Regions from separate parts of the Mus musculus genome. Here region 1 is linked to region 2. A link is a contact called in public HiChIP or PLAC-seq data. All regions are on one chromosome and are shown on one strand. Each heading gives the region's core, a stretch centred on a gene start, on an enhancer-like site or on the middle of the called end of the contact. The rest is flanking DNA. Distances are from core to core; before and after follow the strand shown.

Region 1 (6,469 bases), core at 124-2,623, 130 kb after region 2:
AAGGCTGGGAAAGCTGGTGGTACTGGACTATACCAGAAAGGACAGCAAGATGTGCAAACTCCCCACTCGATCTCCACATGACCCATGGGGCAAACTTTCATCTTCTCCCTATAATGCCTTGCTCACACTGACCCTAGCTGAGGGGGGTGGGGTGGGGAGACAGAAGGTCACTGAAGAATGGCTTGGCAGAACCTCCCTCTGGAGTCCATTAACAAGTCTATGGATGGCCAATGGGCACCCAGGATCTGTCTGGCTCGATCACCTCTGCTGTGTCTCAGTTTCCCTAGTATGAAATGAGAGTATGACCAGCTACCTCTTAGAACAACTTGGGAAAAGGCATAGTGAGGGTGACCCAGGCCCTGAGACAGGTGTGAAGGTACTGTGCGACCTGGGGGGATCTTGTCTTCTCCAAGTCCTTCAGGATGGTACAAGAAGAGCAGGGGGTTGGTCCCAGACCCAATCTTTGGGAAGGGGAAGAGGTCCCTCAGGTTTCAGAGGGTTGGAGTGTGGCGGGGTGGGGGGATGGGGGACGGGTCTCCTGAGCTGGGTCACTCCCTGAGACCACACCATCCCTTCCTGCCTGTGCCCCTGCAGGATGTGGTATTTATTGAAGGGGTGGTATAGGGATCTTCCAGCCACTAAGCCATCCATCCATCCCCCGCCCACAAAGACAGCCACAGGCCCCGAAGGCAGAAGAACTGCATGTGCACACACAAATGTCTGTGTGTGCGTGCGTATCCTCCAACACTCAGGAGCACATGTCTTAAAAGATAGCGGGCCCTGGAAGGATCGCTTACAGAGGCGGAAGTAGAAGCCAAGAGGCAGGATCGCAAAGTCAGGGATGGGGGCAAAGCGACTGAGCGATCCCTAGTGACACAGATATGGAGCCAAAGGCAGAGGGAAACGGAGCTGGAAAAAGGAGACAGACACAACGGGGGAAGGGGAAGAGGAACGGGAAGGGGGGAGGGTTGGAGGGAGCACACAGGCGAGAGAACGGGTAAAGGAGGCCAACAGAGCCTCATGGGCAAAGGAGACCCCGAGTGCCTGGGCCCTTGTACCCCCCTCCCGCAGGGTCTTTCCCTGCACTCTGTCTTGCACCCCATCTATGTCCCTGGACCCCACTATTACCCCCTGCACCCCACTCTACCTTTAACCCCACCCCTGCAACCCCCACTACTATCCCTATCCCTACCTTGTGTCCCGCACCCTGTCCTGCACCCTCACCCCACCCCCGCCTCTGCCCCCCCACCCTCCACTATCCCCTCTTGAAAGCCACCCCCACCCCACCTCCTTGACAACACGGCAGGGTGTTCTGGCGCCTTTGTGGCCGCCCTGAAGTGCGCGGCGACAAAGGCCGGGTGACAGGGTTAATTCGCGCGCGGCGGTGGGAGCGGCGCGGCGGGGACAATGCGGCGTCTTTGAGCGCGCGGCCTTTGTGCCCGTGTGAACCGCGAAATCTGTTCCTGCGCCCGGCAGGCGGGGCTGCGCGGTTTAACCCCCTCCCGGCCTCCGCCCGCGCGCGTGAGCCCGGCCTTGAACCTGGGCTGTGCGGGAGGTGAGAGGGGCAGACGCGGGTCAAGGTTCTGTCCAGGGGCCTCCGACCTGCAGGCTGACCCGGACGAAACCCCGGCCTTCCTTCAGCCTCCCTTCCGGGAGAGAATCGGGTTGCATGGCCACGCGTGACCAGTTCAGCAGCTGCGGGGTTCTGCTGTACCCCCAAGTGGCCAGTCTTGGAGGTCACATTGCCTTTTCACTCAACCAAGCGACACAGGGTCAGCCGTGCATTCTAGGGACAAGGGCTTACCCTCTCTGGTGCCATCCCCCTCTGTCTTAAGAAGCATGAATTAGTGAGGAGGTGCGGAGTTCACGGTTAGCAGGGTCTGTGTACACGGGAAACCTCAACGCATCACAACCCTGACTGAGCCCTTCACTCTTGCCTGGGACTGATCTTACATTTAAACAGAAGTTTGTACCAGACATATATCGGACCCCATCATTTTCTCAGTGACTCTTTGCTCATCTGTAAAATGGGAGTAGGAGTTCCTCACCCACAGCATAGTGAATTCTTGCAGAATCTGCTTCCAGAAGCTTCCATGGTGGACTCTGACCGCTGTGGGCATCTTTTATCATTTTTTACACACATAACCTCTGACCCTGGGGAATCCCTGGCAGGAAGTTTCTATTGAGACTCCAGTCATAGATCCCACTTCCTGGGAGAAAAAGATCTCCCTGGGTGTGGTCACCCCACTTGGACACCCTTAGCTCCCTTCCTGACCAGGTCCTTAGTGAGTGGGGAGGGTGGGTCAGAACCCATATAGAGGCGTGGTTAGGACTAGGAGAATTCAAAGACTGCTCCTGTAGTGTGTGGCTTATGTTGGGACTTCTGATCCCTTTTGCTCCTGGTGTGAAAGACTGGGAGGATCTTTCTAGAACTGTGGAGGAGGGACTTGAACCCCCAGGGAAGCTAACCGGAAGTCCGTAGAGTTAGTTGCCCACCCCTCTAAGATGTCGTGATTCCTAAGGAAAAGAATCACCCACTCAAAGGTCTGACTGGAAACCTCGGGTGGCTAGGACCGTTTTCCCATCACCCATAAACATGAGGACAGGAAGCAGTAGGAAGGTACTGAGCTAGAAGTCACAACTGAGCTAGCCTGGCACTCAAGACATCAAGTCACAAGCCCCCTTTGGTGATATTTTTCCCCATCAGGCGCTTGGCTTTAACTCCTTCAGGCAGAGGTCTCCACTGTTGAAAATCTGGCTCACACCAGGACGGCGTCTCTGTGGGTGTGAACCTTGTCTGGGTGACCTTCGCATGTCCGACACAACACCATCCATGGCACGGGTGTCCGTAGAACTTAGGATGATCCGCATTCCCCCCCCCCCTCTCACCTCAGGGCTTTGCGTTTTGTTTTTTATATTATTTGTTTTTACGACGTGGGTGGAGGGCGTCCCGTGTATCCAAGCTTGACCTTGAACTTCAATTCCTCCTGCCTCTATCCCAAGCAGTACCAGGATCACCCGTAGGCACCACTATAGCCTGTTCCCCGCCGCGCTGGGGCTGGAAGCCATGCACCCTGGGCAGTACTTTGCCAACTGAGCCACACCCCAGCCTTCATCTTTCACCGACCGGAAGTTGGAAAACCCTTTCCGGTAAGAAAGTCAAAACTAAGTTTCTGAACCTCCTGACCGTTCAGGCTTCTCCAAGCTGAGGGACACGGCATCTGGAAAACTCCAGAGTTTCGAGAGGAAGCATCCGGGCACGGGCGGTGCCCACGGGGGGCTCCACGTGCAGGGTCCGCACAGATGGAGTGGCTCTGGGCTGGGGGCAAGGGGCAGATGCGACCATTCCCTCGGTCTCAGCTGCCCTCTCAGCTCCCCATTGTCTCCCACCCCCTCCCTCTCCAGCGCCCTTCTGTCATCTCCGTGCGCCCCAGACTCCAGAGGGAGCCTGGGAGGGAGAGGGTCCTCTCAGGCTTCCTTGTGTCGGGCCAAGTGGGAAGGCTGGAGGGGGGGGGCTGCATGAGGGCAGGAAGGAGGGAGGTGGAGAGGCCAGGAGGGGGGTGTCAGAGTCTATAAATCACGGCCCACTGCGCTCCTGTTTAACACACTTCTCCAACGAGTTGTCAGCGAAACCGTTAATTAATTAGGTAATCCCGCAATGAAGTGGATTCTAAATGGCTCCCCCCCTCCCAGCCTCCCATTTAGATAATTGCTGCAGAGGGATCTTTTGTGAGAGTCATTTTTTTCCCAACAGGGATGGGCCTGGAACGGGAGGGAGATGAATTTCAAGGCGGGGTCAGTGTGCTCTTCCTGAGTTGTCTGTAAACGGAGACCTTTAGAGTAATGTTCTTGTGTTTTGTTGTTTTGTTTTTGTTTTTTGTTTTTTGTTTTTATCTGAGACAGGCTTTCATGTAGCTCAGGCTGGCCTCAAACTAACTATATAGCTAAGGACCATCCTCTGGCCTTTGTTACCCCAGTGCTGGGTGCTAGGATTAGTAGTGTTGTCATATCCAGCCTAAGAGCCCCTACCCTCCAACTCTTTTTAAAGGTAAAATGAATGAATGAATGAATGAATGAATGAATGAAATGGAGTCAGGGTTGTTGCTGGGGATGAGACAAAGAACAGGGAGTGGGGCTAGGTTCCGGTGTTTGAGATTCTGGTGTTTGAGAGCTAGGATGTCTTGTGATTCTATGGATGTCTTCCTGGCAGGGTAATTATATTAATAAGTACAGTGGAGTGTGTGGGGTGGGGGAAATGGTGGTGATGCTGATGGTGATGCCAATGATAACGGTGATTCTGATGCTGATCATAATGGTGATGGTGGTGGTAGTGGTGGTGGTGGTGTCCCTTAACTACCCCTTAGCTACTGTCAGTCCATGTAACATCAACGAAACTGTCTCCACCTCTCCTGATGATCCAAGCGAGGACTCTGCCCAGAATGAACAGTCTGAGTGTGTCTCCTAGCACAAGCTCTGTCTCTAAATGCACTAGATTACTAGTAAGGTGTAGACCTGTGACCCCCAGTCGGGGCACAGTACCAGAAGCCAGAGCTTCTTGTTGGAATTGGAAGTTCCTGTCACCATTAGGGAGCCCACAGAACCACAAGAGCTGACAGTGTTATTAAGCTCCTATATACAGCCACGCCTGGTGGTTGCATACACTTAGATATCTTCTCCCTTTATTTAAGTTTCTATTAATGTGACATTTGCTACTTACTGGTCACTAGCTACTGTTCACTGTCTTCTTCCATAAGGACAGCAATTTAGCTGGAAAACCTGTCCAGACTTCTCTGTAGCAGTGAGTAGCCGTACCTCCCAGTCTGGGGCAATAGCTCTAGGGGCAGTGCTTTGTCCTTCTGGCCCCTCTGCCTGCACTGCATAGCCTTCCTTCCGTCGATTTCTAGTTAGTGTGGGAAGATCTCCAGGCCTACTCGCGTGGCTGACTCTGCACCGCCATTACTTGCTGCCAAATGCAGTCCTAAGAGAAAGAATGAAGGTCCCCACATTTGCCACTGAAACCCTGATGTGCCTCCTCTGAGAGGTGGGAGGACCATCAGAAAGAGAAAACAGAGAGAATGGCTTCAGACAGCCCCTATATGCTACAAGATGATCACACGCACACACAGACCATGTTCCCTCATCTCCATTTCCTAGCAAAGACAACAAGCAAGAAGGACCATAAATTGTAAAGAGTTGTGAACAAAATTGGATTTCTGCTCCAGGTAGTATTTTAAGGTAGAAAGAGATGTAGACAACACCAATCGTATCTCCATCCATACCGGGTCCCCATGCCCACAGATAAGCAACCTGCAAGTTACAGTGCCCGCTGGGGCCCTGTGTCTGAGTCTCTCAAGGATCCATCATGGAGAGATGGCTCCGTGGTTTAGGAGCTCTTGCTGTATTCTGTCCCAGCATGCACAGCCAGCAGCTCACGGTCTCCTGTAACCACAGCTTCAGGATATTCAGCGACCTCCTCTAGCCTCTATGGGTAACTGCACTCATGTATATGCACACACACAGTTAAAAAAAAAATCAATGTTTTTAAAAATAATAATGCCAGACTGAGCATGGTGGTGCCCACTTTTAATCCCAGAACTCAGGACGCAGAGACAGATGGATCTCTGTGAGTCCAAGGCCAGCCTGTTCTACATAATGAGTTCCAGGACAGCTGGAGCTACATAATAGAAACTCTGTTTCAAACACAGTAGTAGTAATGGTGGTGGTGGTGGTGGTGGTGGTGGTGGTAGCAGTAGTAGTAGTAGTAGTAGTAGTAGTAGTAGTAGTAGTAGTAGTAATACTTTTAAAATACAGAATTCTAAGTTGAGGCATAACTGTAATCTCAGAATTGGAGAGGCTGAGGCAGAAGGATTTCTTTGAGTTTGAGGCCAGCTTGTGGCTACATTGAAAGTTTCCATCTTTAAACAAAGAAAAAGAAACAAACCAGAGTTGGGTGGGGAATAAGATTTAGAAAAATCTACATTAGACCAGGATATTCTAGAATCATTGTTTTATAAGACTTCAGTTCTGTAGAATTACAGAATTGAAAATGTCTTTGAAAAATAGAACCCATGAAGCCTAGTATCCGCCAGTTTGCAGACTCATGAAATGTTAACAGATGTACTGAGTAAAATCTTAGAATAAAAAAATTCTAGCATACGGAGCTAAATAATTGATACATATTAGATGTCGGGTAACAGCTCATTGATGTTTTAGAGTTATATAAGGTCATGGGAATACAGAATATCAAATTAATAAATCTTGGGATAAAATATAAAGTGTGAGCATTGCTGGTGTTTTAAAACCTTAAAATGACAGACCCCAGCCTCTTGCCTCAGTCCTGTAATCCCAACACTGGGGAGGCCAAAGCAGGAGGATTGCAAATCCAAGGTCAGCCTGGGCTACAGAGTGAATTCAGGTCTAACTTGGGCCATTTCCTGAGAACTTATCTGAAAGTGAAAAATGCCAAAAG
Region 2 (6,879 bases), core at 119-2,618:
CATTTCTAGAAGTGTCCTCACATACTGGTAAGTTCTTCCTAAGCTCTAACTCTTAACTCTCAGCTGCTCCTCAGCCTGGCTCTTTACCAGGATCACCCCCCTGAAGCTCCTGGGGTCTTTAGGCACGAGTTCCTTGGCCATTCAGTCTAGAAGCCCCAAGCCTAGGTTGTGGACTCTCCCAAAGGCCCCCAGCTCCCATCCCCACTCCAGTTCCATGGTGGCTCCAGACTGTCCTGGCTCCCGCCACCGCACTCTGAGATGCACATCTACAGACCACAGCAGCCCGGCCCCTTCCTTCCGCCTCCTCACCAGCTTCTTTCTCCACCTTTTAATTATTTTCCTTGCTTCCTCCGGCCCCTCGGCTGCTTACCATGCACCGAGCATCCACGCTCACAGCGCGATGTGGAGGGGAGGCATTAACCTCAGCAGCCATCCCCAACCCTGCCCTCCTCTCCCTCTCTCTGTCTCCCTTCCCTGCTCCCTACCCCAACACAGCCAGGCAAAAAGAAGGTGCACATGGTCCTCTCCCTTGCCCCCACAATCCTGGGTGGGTCACTAGGACTAGCTACCACCTTACACACATACACATACACCACTTCACCCTGGATTTAGCCATATTTGGGGAAGGAAGAAGTCCCACTTCTGGCTTGTCTCTGTGGGGAACAGGGCAGGCTTGAACTAACCATCCTGTGGCCAAGCAGGGGACATCACCCTCTGCTGTTTCCCACCCAGAACAGGGCTGCTTTCCCTGGATGGCTTGTTTGTAAAGCAGGGTGGAAAGACTTGGGTGGTGGACTCCACAGCCCCTCTTCATAGTCCCTGCCTCTTCCGGCTGTCTCCTGCTGTTGGTCATTCTGGAAGTGGTTTTGGCAGAACCTGTGCAGGGCAGACATTGGGCGCCAGGCTGCAGGCACGGCACAAGCAAGATGAGTGGGGGTCCTTTCACTAGAAGAATTGCACTCGCTTGCACATACATACACACACACACACACAGACTGGGTGGTTCTAGTTGGTTCACTATGGGCAGTGGCATTGTGACAGGCGTACTGGAGATGAGGGGAGTGTGGCTGGAGAGCTGGAGAGCAGTGGGTGTTGGCACCCTCTGCTCTGTCAGACAACCAGCCTGACTGCCCCATGTCATCTATCTAGCCTTCCTACATTAGATGCCAAGCCCTCAGACTTGGGCTCGCAATGTCCCCACAGGTGACCTAGAGAACCAGTGACCAATGAGCCATTTCTGTGGACCAGGCTGGGAGCCTGCCTCAGCCATCCCCAGCTCTCCCTGTTCCTGTCAGCACCACCCACGCATAGAGACTGGTAGAGGGACCCAAGGCCGTGTGTCGTGGGACGTGCAGGCCTTTAGGTGGCAGAATAAAGCAAGGTTTTGCTGGCTGTTTGACTGGTGGCTCTCCAGGCTTCTCATCTGACCTGCTCAGACTCCGACCCCCCTCCAAATCAGCTAAGAGCTCCCTCTCAGCAAAGAGTCTGGCCAGACTCCCCTCTGCCTCTTTCCTTCCCATCCTGGGGAGGCTAGCCTTGTCGCCAGCTCCATTCCCTGAGGCCTGCACAGGCGTAGGGATGGGGGGAGCTGACAGGGAGAGCTGGACGTGCCGATTCATTTTTAGGCTTCATAATGCTGCGTTTACACACAGCCCTGCCTTCAGAAATGGGGCCAGCGGATGCCGGCTCATGCTGGCAGGGCTGCAGGTTAACGCCCCAGATTTAACTTACATCATTGTGTGAGGGCTTATGGCCTGCACTGTGTTCTTTACCCAATCGGTCCTTGGCCTGAAGCATCCCAAACCACGGTGTATGGATGCATGGACCCCGTGGCCACCAGAGAGTATAGATTTTCAAATAAAAATAAGACCTCTCTTCAAATGCAGAGCGCATTGAATATTTATCAGTGGCAGTGTGTGCGTACATATTTGATAAATGGACATTACAAAGGGATTGGGGTGGGGGCATGCAGCCAAGCGACCCTGAGGAAGCTCATTTCCTTTGTCCTAGAGTCTTTCAAAGGTTAACTCAATGGAGAGGAGAGGGTCAACCCCAAGGGTGGTCCAGGCCACAGGTCCCTGGTTGGGTTTTCTGCCCCAAAACACTGCCTGCCTGGCATAGCAGGTATCAAAGGAAGCTGTAGAGGACATGCAGCTCAGAAGGAGGGGTTGTGTGTCTTCAGATCCCTGCACATCGGGGCATCTCCAGCGCCCAGGTTCTAGGTTAACAGCAAAGATTTCATGGATTGGAGTCAGTCAGCTTAGGCTTGGCACGTGCCCGGTCCCGGATATGGAGGCTTGCCTGGGAAAGGTCAGGGGACCCCACTGACCGTGCACCCAAGAGCCTTGACTCCCATAGTCATCCCCTTGCACTGGCTGGGGAAATTCCTGGCCTGGCACGGCCTGCTCAAGACCTATCCCCATGGGGAAAGAACAAGTGTCAAGGTGTCCCCCAGGTGGCAGGAGCGACACCAAAAATTTCCCATCAGCACCTTCCATCCTGATGGTGCCCTCCCTCCCCCAAGTGGTGGCCAGCAGGGAGAAGAAAGCCACGCCTGCAGAGGAGAGAGGGCTGGGTATGGGGGAGCAGGAAGGCACATGAACGAGCCAGGCAGTGGATGTTCCCGCAGCTAGCAATCTCTGGTAACCGACGGGGTCCAGAGCCCTTGGTGTCCCTCAAAGCCCTTAGGCCCCCAGCGCTCACTCTCTGATGTCTGCCTTTTTGTCTCTAGCACCTTTGGGGAACTGAAGACAGTGCGCCTGCCGAAGAAGATGACAGGGACAGGTGCCCACCGCGGTTTCGGCTTTGTGGACTTCATCACCAAGCAGGATGCGAAGGTGAGCGCTACCCCCAGAGAAGCACAGAGCCCCTGAGGCGGCAAGAGTGTGGCTGCCTCGTGCCTTCCGCTCTCTCCCTGACGCTGATGATTTATCCAGTCTCCTTGGAGGCAGAGCACTGGGCACGGGGCTTGGAGGGCCAGGTAGTACATGCTGGTGTGTGCACGTGTCTGTCATGAATGGTGCAGGTATCTGCTTCATTGCCTAGACATTTGTCCTTTCTTCTCAGCTAGCAGCCCTTCCATTGTCACCTCTCAGTGGCAGAAGGAACAATACACTGCAAACACTAGTCCTTGGCAGCCAGAGAAACATTGTCACTGAGGGTAGCTAGGTCCCTCCTAGCCTTGCCCTGTACCTCGATTTCCTTGTCTGTGAAATGGGTTAACAGTAGTGCTCCATTCCTGCTTTGTGACAGACGATCCTATGAGGTCAGCTCCCTGGCACATGGCAGATGTTCAACACAACCTGACTCCCTTCATTGCTATAACCCAGGGACCCTGTGAGCCACACCTGTGACATCCTGTCAGCAGAGCGGCAGTGCGAGACAGTGTACGCACGGTGTCCTGAGCTCTAGGCTTCCCAGACGGGACAGGGAGGGTTGGGGTACCAGGGCCATCACTGACAGTTTCCTATCCAGACCCCCAGACAAGGCTGCCCTGGGAGACATAGAGCCTAACTCTGCCCCTGAAAAAGGCCTGCTTACCAAAGCCAGCCCCAGACATAGGCTCACCATCTATGAAGCCAGCATGGCTTCTTCCCCTTGGGGAAACCTTGGAAAAGTGACTCACCCCTCCCAGTGCCTCTTGGGCCTCACGGAGCTGCTGGAGGGACAAGCTGAGCTGGACAGACGTGGGCCCACTTCTGCATTACAGTCCAGTCCTCAGGCCAGAGGCCATGATCCTCCTAATCCCAAGCCAGCCCCTCAGCAGTGACTCACAGAGGTGGCAGCTTCTCCCTCCATCCCTTTCGGTTCTTGGCTCCTGGAACCAAGAGAAAGGGCAGCTGAGGACAGAGAGGGCTCTCTGCCCACAGCCCCGGAGACCGGCTGTACCCTCAGCTCCCAGGTGCTATTTCAGGCCTTTCCATCCCTGCCGTGGTGCTCTGCCCTGCCCTCCCTGCCAGGACTCATGCCCTTTTTACCCACTGTGCCAGTAAGCTCATCTTGATGGAAGTGGGAGTGAGCTGCGTTCCATCCCCACAGTGATCCCTTGCTCTTGCTGTTTCTTGGGGCAGCTCCGTCTGTCTCCTCCACTCCCCTGGATCTGTCTGCAGAACCGGGTTGTGTCAGGAGTGGCAGTATGAGTTCTTTTCACCTGCCGCATATCCTTGCACCATGCACACAGTGTGGTCACACTCTGAACATGGAGTCATTCTCTAGCTATGGCTTGGGGCTTGGGGTTACCCTGCTGTGGAAAGATTAGAGCCCAAAGATTAGGGCCCTCATTTTCTCCCGAGCCTCCTTTTTGCACTTGATATTTTAGAGAAGAGAGGCCCCTTTAGAAACACCCCGGCCCCTCGACGGTCTCTGGTCCTCTTGGACACTTTCTCCCATCTTGACCCTGCTCCATGTAGAGTAGCCAGTCACTGAGCACTTGCAACCTTGTAGGCTAAGAGGCTACATGTATGTCCTGGGACTGAGGCAGGAGGTTGCTTGTACAGTGGAAGACTGTGAGGCCAGAGACCCAGAGAGACTTATGTCTGCCCAGAGGGGCCAGCAACAGCCCCTACTTCACCCCACCCTGCTCCTGGTATCGGGCTCTTGGCCTGGCCCCATGGTATAAGAGTCATGGTGTAGCCTCCCACCCAGGCCCACTGACCCAGAACAAGTGCTCACTCCCCATCCTGGAATGAGCGGCTCACCCTGTACCTCACACATTCTCAGGGATCCTGACCCATCAGACCCCTTCTGAGTCACATGCATAACAACGTGGGGAGCAAAGCCAGCAGGAGGCTCCATAATGGCCACATGGAGAACCCAGGCTCCCAACAATGATATGCAGGGCCTCCCAAGAGCGCCAGCATACAAGTGACGTGTCTACTGTAGGCACATTGCCTGTCCCAGTCCAGCACACCACGATTAGTGGAGATGAGCACAAACCCTCCCTCTCCTGACCTTGTCCAACTGCACAGCCCCAGAGCCCTGCCTGCCTACGGGAGATGGATAGACAAGCAGGTGAATTCTCCCTGGTATTCTAGGCAGGAAACATCAGTGCTGCTGGAAGTGCCTGTGTTATCCCAACCTCTACACAGAAGAGGGAAGCCAGTGTCCGTCAGCTAGGAGACTGATGTAGCCGGGAGTCAGGCTAGCACATATCCTACCTACCTATGAGGTCACCTGGGCTGCCCTGCCCGTGTGCCATCCCTGGTCCGGTCACTATAGCTTCTCTGGGGGTATCTGAATTGATCAACCCTGTGGACTTCTTTTGAGTGTCCCCTGGGTGCTGGTGGAGAAATGGCTCAAAGACTTGGCTTAGCATTATACAGCCAGGCTTCTCCCTCCCATCGGGCATTGGTTTACCAAAGTGCTGACCCTCCTCTAACCAAACCCGCCCCTCACACCCATTCCCGCTATCCAGCTGTAGCACCTTACCCCAGAAAAGGGCTCCCTCGGTAGAAACACACACAGAGGCCAAAAGGTCCCATCAAGACAGTTCTGGGGAGCAGCTCTTCTGGACCCCCCCCCCCAAAAAAACAGCTGCCTTCACTGCTGAGTGCCCTCCAGCACACCCCAGCACACAATGCTGCTCTCCTGTCAAGACAGTCAAGAGGGGGAGCAGCCCCTCTGAGCCTCCCAAAAACCAGCTGCCTTCTTCAGTGCTGAGCGCCCTCCAGTGTACCCTGCGCACTCTATGCCACTCTCTCACCTGGATGGGCAGTGGGGAGTCCTAGGCAGATGGATTTGATGCCCCCCCCATTGGCTAGGAAGTGTCCAATAGGCACTGGGTTTCCATTCAGGCCCCACCTTCGTCTCCCTACCTAGCCTACACTGGCCCTGAAGAAAGGGGGAAAGGGCCACCAGGAAGAAAGAAGTAGGGAGGAGCAGAGAGACGCCCGGAAACCAGAATATTAATTGTTCCCCACATGAGGTGCCTTCAATTCTCCCTCCTGAGCCACGCACGCTTCTTTATACTTTTGTGGTTGCAGCTGTTTTAGCCACCGACACTGTTGTTTTAAAAGGCCTATTTTCACATAGAATGTTATCCAATTAGCAGAGCAATGTGTTGGCTTAAATAAACACTCGGGGGGAGCCGGCAGCCAGAGATGCGATGGCGGCTGGCGTTGGCAGGCAGAGCTCTGCTGTGATAAACAACCACAGCTTTAATTGTAGGGTCGCAGGCATCTCCTTCCTCTTTCCCACTTCACCATGGCGGGTGGACACCCAGGGAGCGAGTGACAGGATGCACAAGCCTGAGCTCACACTGGCTGGAGATGGCGGTGTGGCGCAGAGGGCTCAAGTGAGATTTGGGTTGTAGGACTGGTGAAGAGGGGCAGGACAGAGCTTCTCCCACCTCCTGCCTCCCTCACTGGTACCCGGCACCCCTGCTCCGTGCTGAATGGTAGCCTGCAGCACGTGATCCGTCGGATGATCAGTAGCACATGTGTAACACGCATCCCCATGATGGTGTGCAGGGAAGAGTCTCGAGGTATCAGTACAGTGGGGTCCATGGGGATGCCCCTCAAGGAAACACCCCTTTTCCAACCAGGCAGAGGGCCTGAATGGTAGGTAGGTTCAGAGTGGTCAATGACATCAGAGCTGCCTTCCTCTTCTTCATGTGTGCCCCTGAGCCCAGGTGACTCTGCCCCACAGCAGAAGCTGGTAACACTGTCCTTGGGGAGTGGCAGGGCTTGAAAGAACAGATGGCATGGTGCATGTGCTGGGGACAGGGAGGCAGCTGAGTCCCCCGGGCCCTGAAGGTTCCCTGCTGCATGGAAACTTGCATCCGTTAGTTGTTCCGTGTCTGCCAGAATGCTGCCAGGAGCTAGCCCAGGAGTTGGGGTTTCACCTGTACTTTTCTGTTTGGGTGTTCATTCATGTCGTGTG

The links. HiChIP or PLAC-seq counts read pairs in DNA pulled down with a chosen protein or histone mark.
Region 1: a contact with region 2 is called in an H3K4me3 HiChIP or PLAC-seq map of embryonic hindbrain, with 3 times the contacts expected there. The contact joins two enhancer-like sites. A contact is called at or near these places in 3 of 115 datasets of contacts at active chromatin or transcription factors (embryonic basal ganglia, embryonic hindbrain and forebrain) and 2 of 9 other capture datasets (adipose tissue and pancreatic islet).

The regions. Positions count from the first base shown.
Region 1 is chr5:120,301,003-120,307,471 of GRCm38.p6, forward strand. No RefSeq gene overlaps it. Among named protein-coding and RNA genes, the nearest start is that of Gm31836, 69 kb to the left of the region's middle. Within about 2 kb of position 1,374, at least 12 of the 459 cell types and tissues checked have an H3K27ac peak or open chromatin away from gene starts, as enhancers often do.
Region 2 is chr5:120,173,128-120,180,006 of GRCm38.p6, forward strand. It overlaps Rbm19 (RNA binding motif protein 19), which reads left to right. Exons shown (of 24, transcript NM_028762.1): 22 at 2,732-2,837. Among named protein-coding and RNA genes, the nearest start is that of Gm10390, 37 kb to the left of the region's middle. Within about 2 kb of position 1,369, at least 25 of the 459 cell types and tissues checked have an H3K27ac peak or open chromatin away from gene starts, as enhancers often do.